Regions from separate parts of the Zea mays genome. Here regions 2 and 3 are each linked to region 1. Evidence: chromatin contacts called from public Hi-C data. All regions are on one chromosome and are shown on one strand. Each heading gives the region's core, a stretch centred on a gene start, on an enhancer-like site or on the middle of the called end of the contact. The rest is flanking DNA. Distances are from core to core; before and after follow the strand shown. Region 1 holds the start of LOC100281226 (ferredoxin-6). Region 2 holds the start of LOC100192534 (putative O-glycosyl hydrolase family 17 protein). Region 3 has its middle 22 kb from the start of LOC100192534.

Region 1 (4,351 bases), core at 1,344-3,843:
TTTGAAAAATAGGAACTACTTGAAAAAATGGAGTTTCCAAACTAGCTCTTAGATGGATCATATTATATACCCCATGTCCTAAAATAAAATTTGTTTTAGAAAAATAACAATATTCATACAATAATTAATGTATTGTGTTTTATATATATGTCATTTATTTGAATATAGATAGAAAAATCAATAGCTAAAACGACTGCTATTTTGGAATATTTTGGAATGGAGGGAGTAGTATCAAATCTATTTAGAGATTCAAATGCTAATGCTGGTTGTTATAAATAGGAATGGCTCAGCTCGTTAAGGAACCGAGTCAGCTCGTTTAGCTCGCGATCTACAATAAAAAAGCAATATACATATATATACAACAATATAATCAATTGCTAATTAATTCTAAACCAATTTAGCACTAGAAAAGAGTAATAATACTCACAATTTTACATACCGTATTAATTCAGTACCAAATTAACATAGTTCATCACTTTTAAATTCATCCAACATAAGTGGAGGTTTTGTTTTGTTGACAAATGCTAGCTCGTTCGAGTTAACAAGCTGGGTCGAGCTCGGCTCGAGTTGGCTCGTTAACGAATCGAGCTGAGATACTAGCTCAGCCCATGACAAAATTAAACAAACCAAGTCGAACTGAGTTGACCATGAGCTGAATAAGCTGACAAGCCACGAGTATTATAAATCCACGGATCAAATAGGATCCGCTAATAATTCCAAGTACGAGATAAACATTACTCGACCGGTTCTAAAATATTATCAGATTAATCATACATTCATTAAGTATTTTAGATTAATCATACATTCATTAACATATGAATATAGTTTGCATAGATGTCTATATTCATTATTATTTAAATGAATGTGAACTATGAGCTAGAAAAAACTATATTTTAAGATAGAATGAGTATTATTTTTAGAAGGTTGGTGTACTCGTATTGTTGTTCAGTTTACATTGCATGATGTAGCATTCATGTTTGGGCTTGGTTCGCATTTGTCTTCGCCCTATTGGAGTTCGATCTCGTTCGCTTGCTGCGCTGGTGCGCCCAATCATACAGCCATACAGGCATACAGCAACATGTACAAGGAGAACAAGTGCAAGTTTTTATGTTACCATGGAATCCAAGATGAACTTTTCTTTGTCAACCTTTGTACCTATTTCCTTTTTTTTTTGAAAAAAAATTCTTATGATCCCTTGATTGAGATAGAAAGAATTTTGACCCTATGAAAGAACTGACAGAAAGAAGTGCTAAACAGTTTTTAACTATTCAAAAAATTTCGTTACAAAGTTATGTAAACTGTGACCATTGTCGAGGATGGTGACATCTTCTCTATCTAAATTTGTATCAGAGTCCAAGCCTTATTCAAATACTACCTCCGTTCATAACAGGCCCGTCTACTGCCCCGTGCATATGAGACGACGGCACACGGCCTCCAACTTTTTGGGGCCCAATTTTTTGAGTTTTCTGAATATAATTAATTTAAGAAGGTAAATATTGTTTGATATTTTGTAAAATGATCGGCAAATTCTTAACCTCAAAATAGATAATACGAGAGGATAAAAATATGACAATATATCAAATATTAAGAGCCTATTTTAGACTACTTATATCACTATGTACTATAGGTCATAGCGTCTATTTTTATGTTTTACACCAGGACAAAAAAAAACTCAGAGACGGCCCTGATTCATAAATATATGTCACGTTGATTTTTTTAAAGCTTTGACCACTCGTCGTCTTATTTAAATATTTATGTTAAAATGTAAAATTTTGAGTCAAGCACAAACTAGATTAAATGATAAAATAAATCACAAAAAATGATAACTCGTTATTTTTTAAATAAAACAAGTGTTTAAAGTTTTTTTAAAAAAACAGCGGTGTTATATATTTATGAATGGAGGGAGGAAAATTCGGACTAATAAGGTTCCACAAAAGAGAACATGGCCACAGATGGTCTTCACGCCCACATTCTAGAAACATTCTGTGAACAAGTTCGAATGTGAAATTGAAATCCGACGAAGCTATACAACATTTTTTTTTGCAAGGAAACTATGTACAACATGTGAATAAACACGTGTATGGAATGTACGGCAAAGCAATGTTTCTTGAACTTAAAATTTAATATTTTTTATATTTACAGAAAGAAATGCTAGTCTCGACTCGGACCGAAATTCGCACATCTGGTTCGTATTTACATCCAAGCAGATCTGAAAATTTGTGCGTGTGTGGGTGGCTTATTGAAGGGTCGGCTGCGCTGATCCCGGCATCCCGCCCCCTGATCCCCACGAAGGGACGGACTGTCCTGTCGACGAAACCCGACCATCAACACCGTAAAATAAGGACACAGGTCCACGTGATCGGCTCTCGGCAGTCACCACGGCCTTTGCCTTTCGCTCAAGGAGCCAGCCGTGTGCCGACCCACACTGTCCACAGTTCCTTTCGCTTTTGCGCGGGCAGTGACACAGTTGGGTTGGGCCGTTGGGGTCGGAGCCAGCCAGCCAGCTGCCGAGCCCAACGGGAGGAGGGCCAGAGGACGCTCGCTGGCGCTGCCCTTTATAAATCCGCCGTGCGCGTGCCCCGCCCCCGCAGTAGTAGTACACAGCATCATCAATCGACGCAAGCGCAACCACCTCCTCCCCTCGTGATCCAGCCCTGCCCCGCTTCGTCTAGTTGACATCATTTCCCTTGCGCCTTCTTGCCAGCAATCCATCCAATCCATCCATCGTGATCACCTGGCAACCAAAATGTCAACCGCCACCGCCCCAAGATTGTCCGTCCCCAAATCCTCCGGGGCAAGCTACCGGACCGCCGCTCCGGCGCCCAAGACGGCCCTCTCCTTCGTCGCCGGCCACAAGAGGCAGCAGGCGCTGCCCCGCGCGCGTCTGTCCAGCAGGAGGTTCGTCGTGGCGCCCGCGGCCGTGCACAGGGTGAGGCTGGTCGGGCCGGACGGGGCGGAGCACGAGTTCGAGGCCCCCGAGGACACCTACATCCTGGAGGCGGCCGAGAGCGCCGGCGTGGAGCTGCCCTTCTCCTGCCGCGCCGGGTCCTGCTCCACCTGCGCCGGGAAGATGTCGGCCGGCGAGGTCGACCAGTCGGAGGGCTCGTTCCTCGACGACGGCCAGACGGCCGAGGGCTACCTCCTCACCTGCATCTCCTACCCCAGGGCGGACTGCGTCATCCACACCCACAAGGAGGAGGAGCTGTACTAGTAGAGTTTTGGGTCGCTTATATATGCGACAGTCAGTGTTTGTGGCGAATGCAGTGAACTGATTTGTATACCATACGAGGAATAATTGATTCCAACAATTCCATACAAATCATTGGATCCAACTATAGATGCTAAAAAGGGCGGCACCGCCCCGTCCAGCCCGAGCACGTTTTGGCTCGACCTGTTTGAGCCCGGCACGGATAAGTCCGAACCATTAACTGTGCCGGGCTGTGCCGCCCGACGGGCTGATAGAGTCAGCCGAGCACGCCACTGTTCAGGCCCAATCGTGTCGGGCTGGCCTGGAAAGCACGACCTATGAAGGAGCCTGTGACAGCTCGAGCACAACAAATACTAGAAATATATACAAATTAGAAATATGCATAGAAATATATATATAAATATACATATCAGAAATATACACAGAAATATACAGATCAGAAGTATTCGCAGATTCACACTTGCACATTCACACAGTTGAGATAAATAGTAGATCCTAAATAAAGGATTAGAGCTGTTCGTGCAATAGCTGCCTCATTAAAAACCTTTTTAGGTAAAAACTCACTTCTCGTGAGAAACCCCTAGAAAGTAAAAAAAGAGTACAACTCAGCTCTAATTTAATAGTTCATGTCAAGGTTTTTCAGTTACATATTACAACTTACATCACCAGATTTCCAAATCAACAGAATGGAGTAGGAACTAGGAAGATAAAAGTCCTAAGGGTCATCAAGATAAAGTCCTTCAAAGGCATCTTCAAGTTCTTGGTCCTGTGTAAATGCTGCCCTCTAGCTTCACCAAGTTCTCAGTCTTTCATGCAAAAAAGCAGCTCTACCATTTCTGGTGCTAGGCGCCTTCGTCATTCCTCGATTATCCCGCCACAGAGACTAAATGCAGATTCTGAGGATATAGTTGAAACAAGAACAGAAATAACATCCCTAGCTAAGATGGAGAGAACAGGATAGGACAACTTATGTTCATGCCACCAGCTTAGGATATTGAAGTCCTCATCAAACTTCTGCAAAGTGTCACTATCTAAGTAGGAGGATAGCTCTGTGTCAAGTGAACTAAGGCCAGCACTAGAGTGTGCTTGTTGAAGCAAAGCAAATGCTGATGTTCCACTACCAAGGTTAGGTGTGGTAGAACC
Region 2 (4,351 bases), core at 740-3,239, 160 kb after region 1:
ATTGGATTTGCATCCATATAAGAACGAATCAAGACTGAAATAATGATACATAATAGGCTAGGGTAGCATCAACTAAAGAAAATATAGTCTATCATCGGTTGAGAGGCGCAAGTGTGTAGTGAGATCCTAAAGCGCAAAAGCAATAAGAAGAAAGGAAGAGGGAGTCCCAAGTAGACATGAGATGAAGCATTATAACGTGACTTAGACCATATCAGGAACCTTTAGGGCTAATAGTTAATTAGTAAAATTAGTTATAAAGATTCCAAACACACGTAAGCTAATACCCAACTCACGGTTAGCTACCTTATAGCTAACAATTATTTCATTAGTTAGCTCAACCAAGCTAATAATTTGTAGCTGACTAAATATTAGCTCTAGAGATTCCAAACAGGACTTTAAAAGAACGTGATATATCAAAAGATTTAGTCTTTTAAGAGTGCATGAAAAGCAATCCATATGCTCAAATCTTGATTATGGATTGTACGTATTGAGTTTTTTAAATTTTAGCCTGTCCCGATTTATTTGGGACAAAATATTTTTGTTGTTGTTGTTGCTACTGCTAAAATTCAAGTGTTGTTTTTAGACAACAATTATTACATATATATATATAATACTAAAATTATAGATTTGGTTCATTATAACTTACATAGATATTTAACCGCTTGAATATTAGGCCTAAAATGAATATTTTTAACCTGGATATTTAACCACTTCTATATTTCAGGTGGTTAAATTAATATAGAAGTTTCACAAATATTATTACATAATTATTCATTCAGGTGAAATATATTTAACCGAAATGAAGTGTATTATGAGAGATGTATCTCTCATGGCATCCTAATCAATGCTTCCTATTCCTAGCTCTCTCGTGCCAATCAGGCCGGCATGATATACACATCTGAATGAAAGAGCTAGCAAAAATATCGAGGGAGCTCCTTTCACATGTAAACAGGCTTGTGATGCACATTTGTGGTGGGTACTGGGTAGGGTAGGACGGACGTCACTCTCGCAACAGCCGTGGGCACGGCGGAGTTTCATCAGCATCGCATGCCGCAGCCAGTGCAAAAATTCAAGGAAATGTCAAATAAGCAGGCTGCGTAGCGTACGTGATTTCAACAGGTATATGACGTGGATCGGAGATCTAGTTTGTTTTCTCTGTAAGCTGGACCCACGCGTCGTCGTCTCGGACCGGCCGGCTGAAAATCAGCTCAAGTAACCGACGGACTCGCGATGTTCGTTTCAAGATGATCTCATCTAGGATCAGGGGCGAAGCTACGTATATATATATGAGGTTTCAAGATGCACATGAACCTACAAAAAATTGTAAAACTAGTGTTTTAGACTAAATTTTTACCTTATATGTACCACCTATAAATTATCACTATACACCCTCAAGACATTTGCATCCTGCTGATTTGATTTGCTCTACTACTAGCTTCGCCACTGTCTAGGATCACCATGGTGAACAAAGGAAAGGGTAAGAAAACATAAACCTAATGGCTAATTCAAGATACAGAAGGAAACCGGCCGGTAGCTGACAAGAAACGGAGAAGAAGAAACCGGTAAGATTAAAGATACAGAAAGAGAATTTATTTTATTTTTCCATGCATGGCCTGTCAATCACAAGGGCCGGGCGGCCAAAATCTCGAGAATTCTAAAAACCAGGACGCATCGTCATCTACTACTGCAGAAGCTAGCAGCGCCATGCATGAACATGTGCATGAGCATCGAGCGAGAGAACGGGCTCGATCGGGGCGTACCTGAGACTGAGAGGAGCAACGGCAGCAGCCGGGAGAGGACGCAGCGCGGAAGCGGGGAAGAGCGCACGGTCACGGTGCGGAGCTCCGCCCGCGCCATGGCCATGCCTCTCGTCCGGTGCTCGCTCCGCTTCGCTCTCGGCCTCAGCCCTCAGGGAAGCGATATGGGCGCGCTCCTCTCTGGGCCGGGCCGGGCCAGGCCAGGTTGCGCTACCTGAGTATATGTACTGATGATGTATCCCTCCTCGGCCTGGTCTGTCATACGTGTATATATATAGGCGCTGACGCTAGGCCGGCGCGGATGGGGGACGATCACGATCGGCAACAAAATCATGTACATTCTATAAACAGATACTAGGGTTTTATAGTACTCAATACATTCCAGATTATATAAACCGTTTTAGTTTTCTTAAACACATTAGTTTTGTTAGTTAGATATACTCTATCTGTCCTAAAATAAAATTCGTTTTAGCAAATTAATAGATTAATGCAACACATTTGATCTATATGCGTTTAGATTCATCATCATCATCCATTTGAATCTCTACTAACTATTAAGTTAATAGTGTAGACCGTCCATATGCCCCCGCCTCCCTACTCCCGTGACCACCCTGCGCCCGTGCATGCCGCGACCACAACGCTCGATCCCCCGCCTCCCCGCGGTGAAACCGCCCCCGCGCCTGACGCCGAGAAACCCGCTCGCCCCCGGCTCGCGATGCCCCCACGCCCGTCGTACCCCCCTGGCGGTCCCTGTTCCCATCGTCGCCCGTGGCCCGTTCCAGCAGCCGGCATCACCCTCAGCCACGACCTCCGACCACCGGCTATCGTCCGACCTCAGACCCGTGCAGCAGCGAGCAAGCGGCGCGCGGGGCCCCGGGCGGCCTCCGCCTCCGCGAAGTCAGCGAGGCGCTGGAGCACGCGTCGAGCGTTTTGGCGGATACGTTGGCGAAGCAGACGCGGAACCACCGGGCTCGCTGCAGTGGCAGGAGGAGACCGGGGAGACGTTGAGCCCGCGACCTAGAACGACAGCTTCCTCCATAGCTCAATCTCTCCCTCGAACGACGCCGCGGGGCCCGAAGGCGTCGCATGTCGGCCCAGCAGAAGAGCCCCGCGCTGCCCTCCAGGCACGCGACGCCGGCTGCCGCAAGGCCCGCCGCCAGCCTGGGAGTGAAAGAGTCAACACGGCCCTCGTCTTCAGTGGGATTAGAAAAAATAGATTGATTTAGTTAATTGACTCTTGCTCATCTTCAGTGGCACACGCAAAGACAACCGACGAAAAATGAATCGAATGTGCTCCACCATGTTTTCTGTCGTGTGACCAAAATGGAGCAATATGCATAGCTTTTTTTGCAGGGACATTTAGAAAGAATAAACATCAATACTCAAGACATTCTCCAAAAATGTCAAGAAGTTTCTTAGAGAAATGACACCTTTGCCACATCGTAAGAACAATTACTTCTACTACTTGGTATATTTTTTAGTTTCCTATTATTTCCCTTTGAGCTTTAATTTGTTCAAACCTGAGTTCACATACATTATTTATTTAGATAAGCCGCTGGTTATAGTGTTAGTATTAGTATGAGGCTACCAGCTATGGATGTTGGGGATGCTACAGAGCTGCAGAGTGACCAATTTTTTTTAGATTAGTCTTTTAGGCAAACTATTAACTCATTGATAGTATCATAGTCAGGGTCCTGAGTTGGAGGCCTAGCTAGAGTGGGGAGGGAGGGAGAGGAGGTGTTCTTGATGAGAGTTGGACACAGACTGGAGTTTCTACAGCTTAGACATTTTCAAAACAATTTATTGGTTGTTTAATCATTTGATGGTAATGTTTCAAGTATATGGCATTTTTCTGGGTTCTAAACTTGTTTATTATTGCTCAAATCTATTGTGGTTCTTACTGGGTTGGGACAAATATGTGCTTCCTCAGGTTAGGAAACTGGAGGTGTAAATCATCAGTTATTAATACAAGAAAGGTTACAAACCAATAGATCATCCTTTGCTCCTAGATCCAAGAAAAACAGTGAAATTTGGCCCATATGACAACTCAGTTACAACCAAAATATAGCGTAATGATCCATGTTGCACCTAACCGCAATAGAAACTCACTGGTTTCCTTCATCTTGTTTAGAGTGAGATATGTTGTTTGTAGCTTATAGAATATTACAATACAAAGGAGAAACATATGGTGCAGACGTTTGCCGTTTCTCCCACTCTCTCGAGCAGAATGCAACTTGGGGAAATGTTTCATGAGTTCCATTTATCAGATTAAAACATTGAATCATCTTTCTACATAGAGCAGCAAAGCCTGCCATTGCGAATTTGCACGACTTGAAGCATCCAATTGAGTAACTCTGAATCAGGTCGTGCTTCTGTTTCTCTGATGTACAATTATAACATACATCTGATTTTATTTGCTCAATGGTTGCTCTCATGTTTACGGAGACGACTTTGGCTTGACGGATGAAGACATGTGTCCATATGAATATACACCCACTCCACGCTTCTTTCCAAGTCGACCAGCATCAACATACTAAACGAGAAGAGGGAAATGAAGGAGGCCTACGGAATGATACTTAAAGCTGTGCTGCAAT
Region 3 (4,351 bases), core at 1,257-3,756, 140 kb after region 1:
TTCCAAGAAGCAGCAATTCATCAGTTTATCACACAGCAACCAGATCAGGAGCTTAACAGAGGAGAGTAGATGAACATCAGTGAGCAGTAGATCCAGAGCAGATCTGGTTACCTCTGTGCTGGACGTGTTGGACAGGGAGATGGCACTAGTGAGCAGTAGATCCGGAGCACCGGTTCCGTCGTCGACTCGCTGTGGAATTTGATGGAGCTGGCGCGCACTGGTTCCTCACGGATCCACACACGCACACACCTCACAGGAGCACTAGATCAGGGAGGAGGGAGCACCAGAGCACTGGAGCAGGGAGGAGGGAGCACCGGAGCACTGGAGTAGGGAAGAGGGAGCACCGGACCACTGGAGCAGGGAGGAGGGAGCACCGGAGTTCACCGTGCGCCGCGTCGAGACTCCGAGAGGACCTCGAGAGCACCGGAGTTCGCCGAGAGGACCCCGAGAGCACTGGAGCAGGGAGCACTGGAGTTCGTCGTACGCCGCACCGGGAGGAGGGAGCAGGGAGCACCGGAGTTCGCTGTTGCCGCGCACGGAGAGGCAAGTGCCAGGGACAGAGGGACCCCGAAACCGAGAGAGCAGGGATCACTGGAGTTCGCCGTGCACCGCGCCGGGAGGAGGGAGCAGGGAGCACCGGAGGGACCCCGAGACCGAGAGCCGACACATGGAGATGCAGGAGCGAGAGGACGTTAGGGTTAGGGTTAGACGATGAGACGGACGCGCACGGCGCGGACTTATATGCACGGTGCGGAAGTTGGGCCGTTAGGCAGGACCGCAGGAGGTAGCCCAAGTTGGGTGGAGATGGACTGATGGTGAATTGAACGCTGGGATTTGAACGGGCCGGTTTAAAGGCTCGACCGATACCAAGTCGTGCCCGGGCCAGCCTAACGGGCTCAAATGGCTGTCGAGCCCGGTACGCTCTCCGAGCCTGGCTGAGCCCGGGCCCGCTTCAATCCGTGCCGTGGCGGGCTCGTGTCGTGCTAAAAAACGTGCTTCGTGTCGGGCTAACGGACCACGTATTTCTAGACATCTATAGATCCAACCTGAGTGGCCTATATCTACCGTCACATTAGTTATCTCCTGATCTGTATTTATCATCATGAGCAATCAATATGTATCTCTTCCTCTTCCCCTATATAATTCATCACTTAAAACAAAGCTAAGTGCACACAAAAAACTTACACCACTATCTCCCACCCTTTAAAACCAACACTCTAGATTGATTCTTACACCACTATCGTGTTACAAAAAACTTACACCACTATCGTGTTATAAAATTAGAGAAATAAGTGACATGCTTCCATCATATTTAAATATATTAAATATTTTAATTCCGAATAAAACAGGCATATAACTCAGATAAATGCCATATGTAATTGTAGCAACAATAAACAGTAGCAATTCTAGGACATGTAAACATATAAAATAGATGTTCAGGTCCATTTCGAAATTAAACATGGCTTGCAGATGAAGGAGGCAGAATTTACACATAAACACTATTATTTATCTTAAAATATTTCTCTCAAAATAGCGGGTTGCTGCACTAGACAGCCCTCCAACGCTAAAGGGTGATCAAGATCCTCGACTAACGTGACAGTCCTATCTTACCAAATCAGAGTTTTAGATCAGATGTAATAAGCCTAATAATCAAGTATAAATACTAATAGTAAGGAGTTGTGAATTAAATAATATAGCAGAATTTGACACAGGTAAACAACATCAACAAATAGAGATATAATTAGACATAAATAATATCAATGCTGAAAATAACAACACACTGAAACTCAGACTGTCATGTCGTCTCACTACACCACTATTATCATCGAGCAATCAACTCTGCCCACAAATTGTGCAATCACACCCAAGTAAATAATACTAGCAAATTGCACAAAATTACTCAATAAATATAGAGATACAACGGGTAACTCACAGCACATAGATTGTCTACGTGGGAAGACCAGCTCAGCGAACACAAGGTTCTGTCCGAGAAAACCAATTCCGCCGCTCACGTCCGGGCCTACACGGCGGGGGGTTGACGGAGATACTAGAGCCGCTGCCGGAGCCGAAGGAGATGTCCACGGCACCAGCCCGATAAGAGGAACACCGCGCAATAGAGAGCTGAAGCACCAGGCCACGGCGGACAGAGATCAGAACAGACAGAGCACCACACAGGCGCACTGTTAAATCAACAGAGCACAGGAGAACCTCACTGCGCTCGAGCAGTGCCACCTCCACCTTCTTCCACTAGCAAGATGAACACTAGAACACCAAGAATCGACTGAATCGATCCAAACCGTGACTGAACCGAGAGGGGAAGAAGAACAGAGAGCTGACGATTTTTGGCGAGACTATCAGTAGGGAGCAAGTTTCCATACTTAAGGAGCCGAGAGATAAGCGGTTACACACGAGCACGGCGTGGAGATCGGCAAGAGCTAAAACCAACTACCTGCACGCCGCCGCCAGCGCTCCTTAATCCCCTGCTCTCCCATTCTCCTTTCCAGCCGCTGAACGCTGCTGCCCTAGGGACGTGCTAGCCGGTGGGCTCGCTTGACCACCAGGCCTGTTAGCGGCCCACCTGGCTGACCTCCCTCTTTTTTTTAATAAGGTGAAAATCACAAAATCCGACAGCAGATCGGACTAAGCAACACCTTTTTTATTCCGTATGTCATCTGAATCCTGTTATTGGCTATATGTTTTTTAAATGCAATTGTAATCAACGCCTTGCGCCATGAATTTAGCTGCAGCTTTTATTACAAACAAATTCCAATAGTGTATATATATATATAATATTTGTATATTGTGTGCCTGTGGTCTCGGTACGATTTGAAATAAATCAGTCATGTATATATAGCTCATGCACTCTGTTTTATTTTAGCACGTAGTTCAAAACTGGATTCTGCAATTTTTTGTAAACTACATATATGTCTGATAGAGGACCTTTCTTCAGTTTCAGTTATTGTCCTGCTCTTTTTTGTCGTAGAGGTTCAGATGTAATTTGAAAACAAATATCATTGAGCAGCATATGGGACCACCATTTGTAATGATCTATATCTCATGAAGTCCGTTTTTATAAACATCTATATATAGCTCATGCACTCTGTTTTATTTTATTTTTTTAAAACATAGCTGAACACTGGATTCTGCATTTTTTGGTAAACTACATATATGTCTGACAGAGGAGCTTTCTTCAGTTTCAGTTACTGTAGAGATTCAGATGTAATTTTAAATAAATATCATTGAGCAGCACTCTGTTTTATTATTTTTCTAAACTGTATGCTCTCCTCACTTTACAACCAAGTTTCAACACACGGTTAAAATAAAAAAGCAATAGTAACAATTCATGTGTCTTGAATATGGAGATTCGAGGAATGTACTGTGTTTATACTTGCGTTACTCTCATATTACATGGTCCTGCCATTTTCTAAATTTTAACTGATTCATGATTCGCCATGTCCAGAGCCATCAGATGAGGAGGAGCGTAACAGAAAACAGAGAGGATACCGTGCAAGGATAAGGTCTGAAGAAACAACAGAGGAAAGGGAGGATATCAGCAAAACTGAGGACACCAGCTTAAAAAACCCATTAATAAAAGGCAACGTGAATACAGAGCAATTAATGAAGAAGGCGGCGTAAAGCGATTGCAACCGAGCTTCTACTGTAGGACAAGATCAATCACCAAGATGTTACTGCGTGTTCGGTCCTCATACAATCCACTAGAGGCAACAACCATATATGGATATTTCTACTATACAAAGCGGGACGCAAACGTGCAACCACGTTCGTCCACATCATCAAAAAAATAGCGTTCGCACGATATTATTTCAACGGACGAGGCTTGAGGACTCCACACGCCGCGATTGTTCTAGAAGCCAAAGCGGCTCAACAAACATTTATTTATTATTCTAAAGAAGCCATGGCCTGGAGTCCCCCTCCACAGACAAAGAGCCACGGTGGCGGCAGCTCGGCTGCTCACCCCGCGCACTCCGGCAACGAAGGTCGACGCCTGCTCGTGTATAGTAGAAACGTCATCAAACTGCCGGTGGCTAGACCGGCATCGCTTACGGCTAGTGCGACCACACGCACCAAGCGTCGCACGGAGGAGGAAGAGAAGCTAAGGCGGTCGTGGGCTCGTGGCGCTAGGGACGCCTAGCCGATGCCTGTCGAGAAGAGCTCCCAGGTAACGAGCTTCTACCTTTTCGTTTTGCACACATCACACATGCTTCTTGCTCAGCTTCTCGTGCCTGCTTGCGGTGCTTCAGGCCCTTTTGACGAATTTTTGGGGGAGAGAAACCGAGCCTATTTTACGGGCAACAAGTTTGGAAGGAATTGTAAGTTGTTTTTCACCCAC

The links. A called contact is a pair of places that touch in the nucleus more often than the background predicts.
Region 2: a Hi-C map of endosperm shows a contact between it and region 1, with 4 times the contacts expected there. The contact joins the promoter of LOC100192534 here to the promoter of LOC100281226 in region 1. A contact is called at or near these places in 5 of 25 Hi-C or Micro-C datasets (bundle sheath, ear, endosperm and 2 more).
Region 3: a contact with region 1 is called in a Hi-C map of leaf, with 5 times the contacts expected there. The contact joins the enhancer-like site here to the promoter of LOC100281226 in region 1. A contact is called at or near these places in 7 of 25 Hi-C or Micro-C datasets (ear, endosperm, leaf and 1 more).

The regions. Positions count from the first base shown.
Region 1 is chr8:100,886,890-100,891,240 of Zm-B73-REFERENCE-NAM-5.0, forward strand. LOC100281226 (ferredoxin-6) reads left to right here and starts at 2,594. Exons shown (of 1, transcript NM_001367190.1): 1 at 2,594-3,319. The coding sequence starts at 2,747. The coding sequence ends at 3,211.
Region 2 is chr8:101,047,769-101,052,119 of Zm-B73-REFERENCE-NAM-5.0, forward strand. LOC100192534 (putative O-glycosyl hydrolase family 17 protein) reads right to left here and starts at 1,990. Exons shown (of 3, transcript NM_001137753.1): 1 at 1,761-1,990. The coding sequence starts at 1,863.
Region 3 is chr8:101,025,810-101,030,160 of Zm-B73-REFERENCE-NAM-5.0, forward strand. No RefSeq gene overlaps it. Among protein-coding and RNA genes, the nearest start is that of LOC100192534, 22 kb to the right of the region's middle. Within about 2 kb of position 2,507, at least 12 of the 20 cell types and tissues checked have an H3K27ac peak or open chromatin away from gene starts, as enhancers often do. A contact at or near this core is called in ear, leaf and tassel, where this site is marked.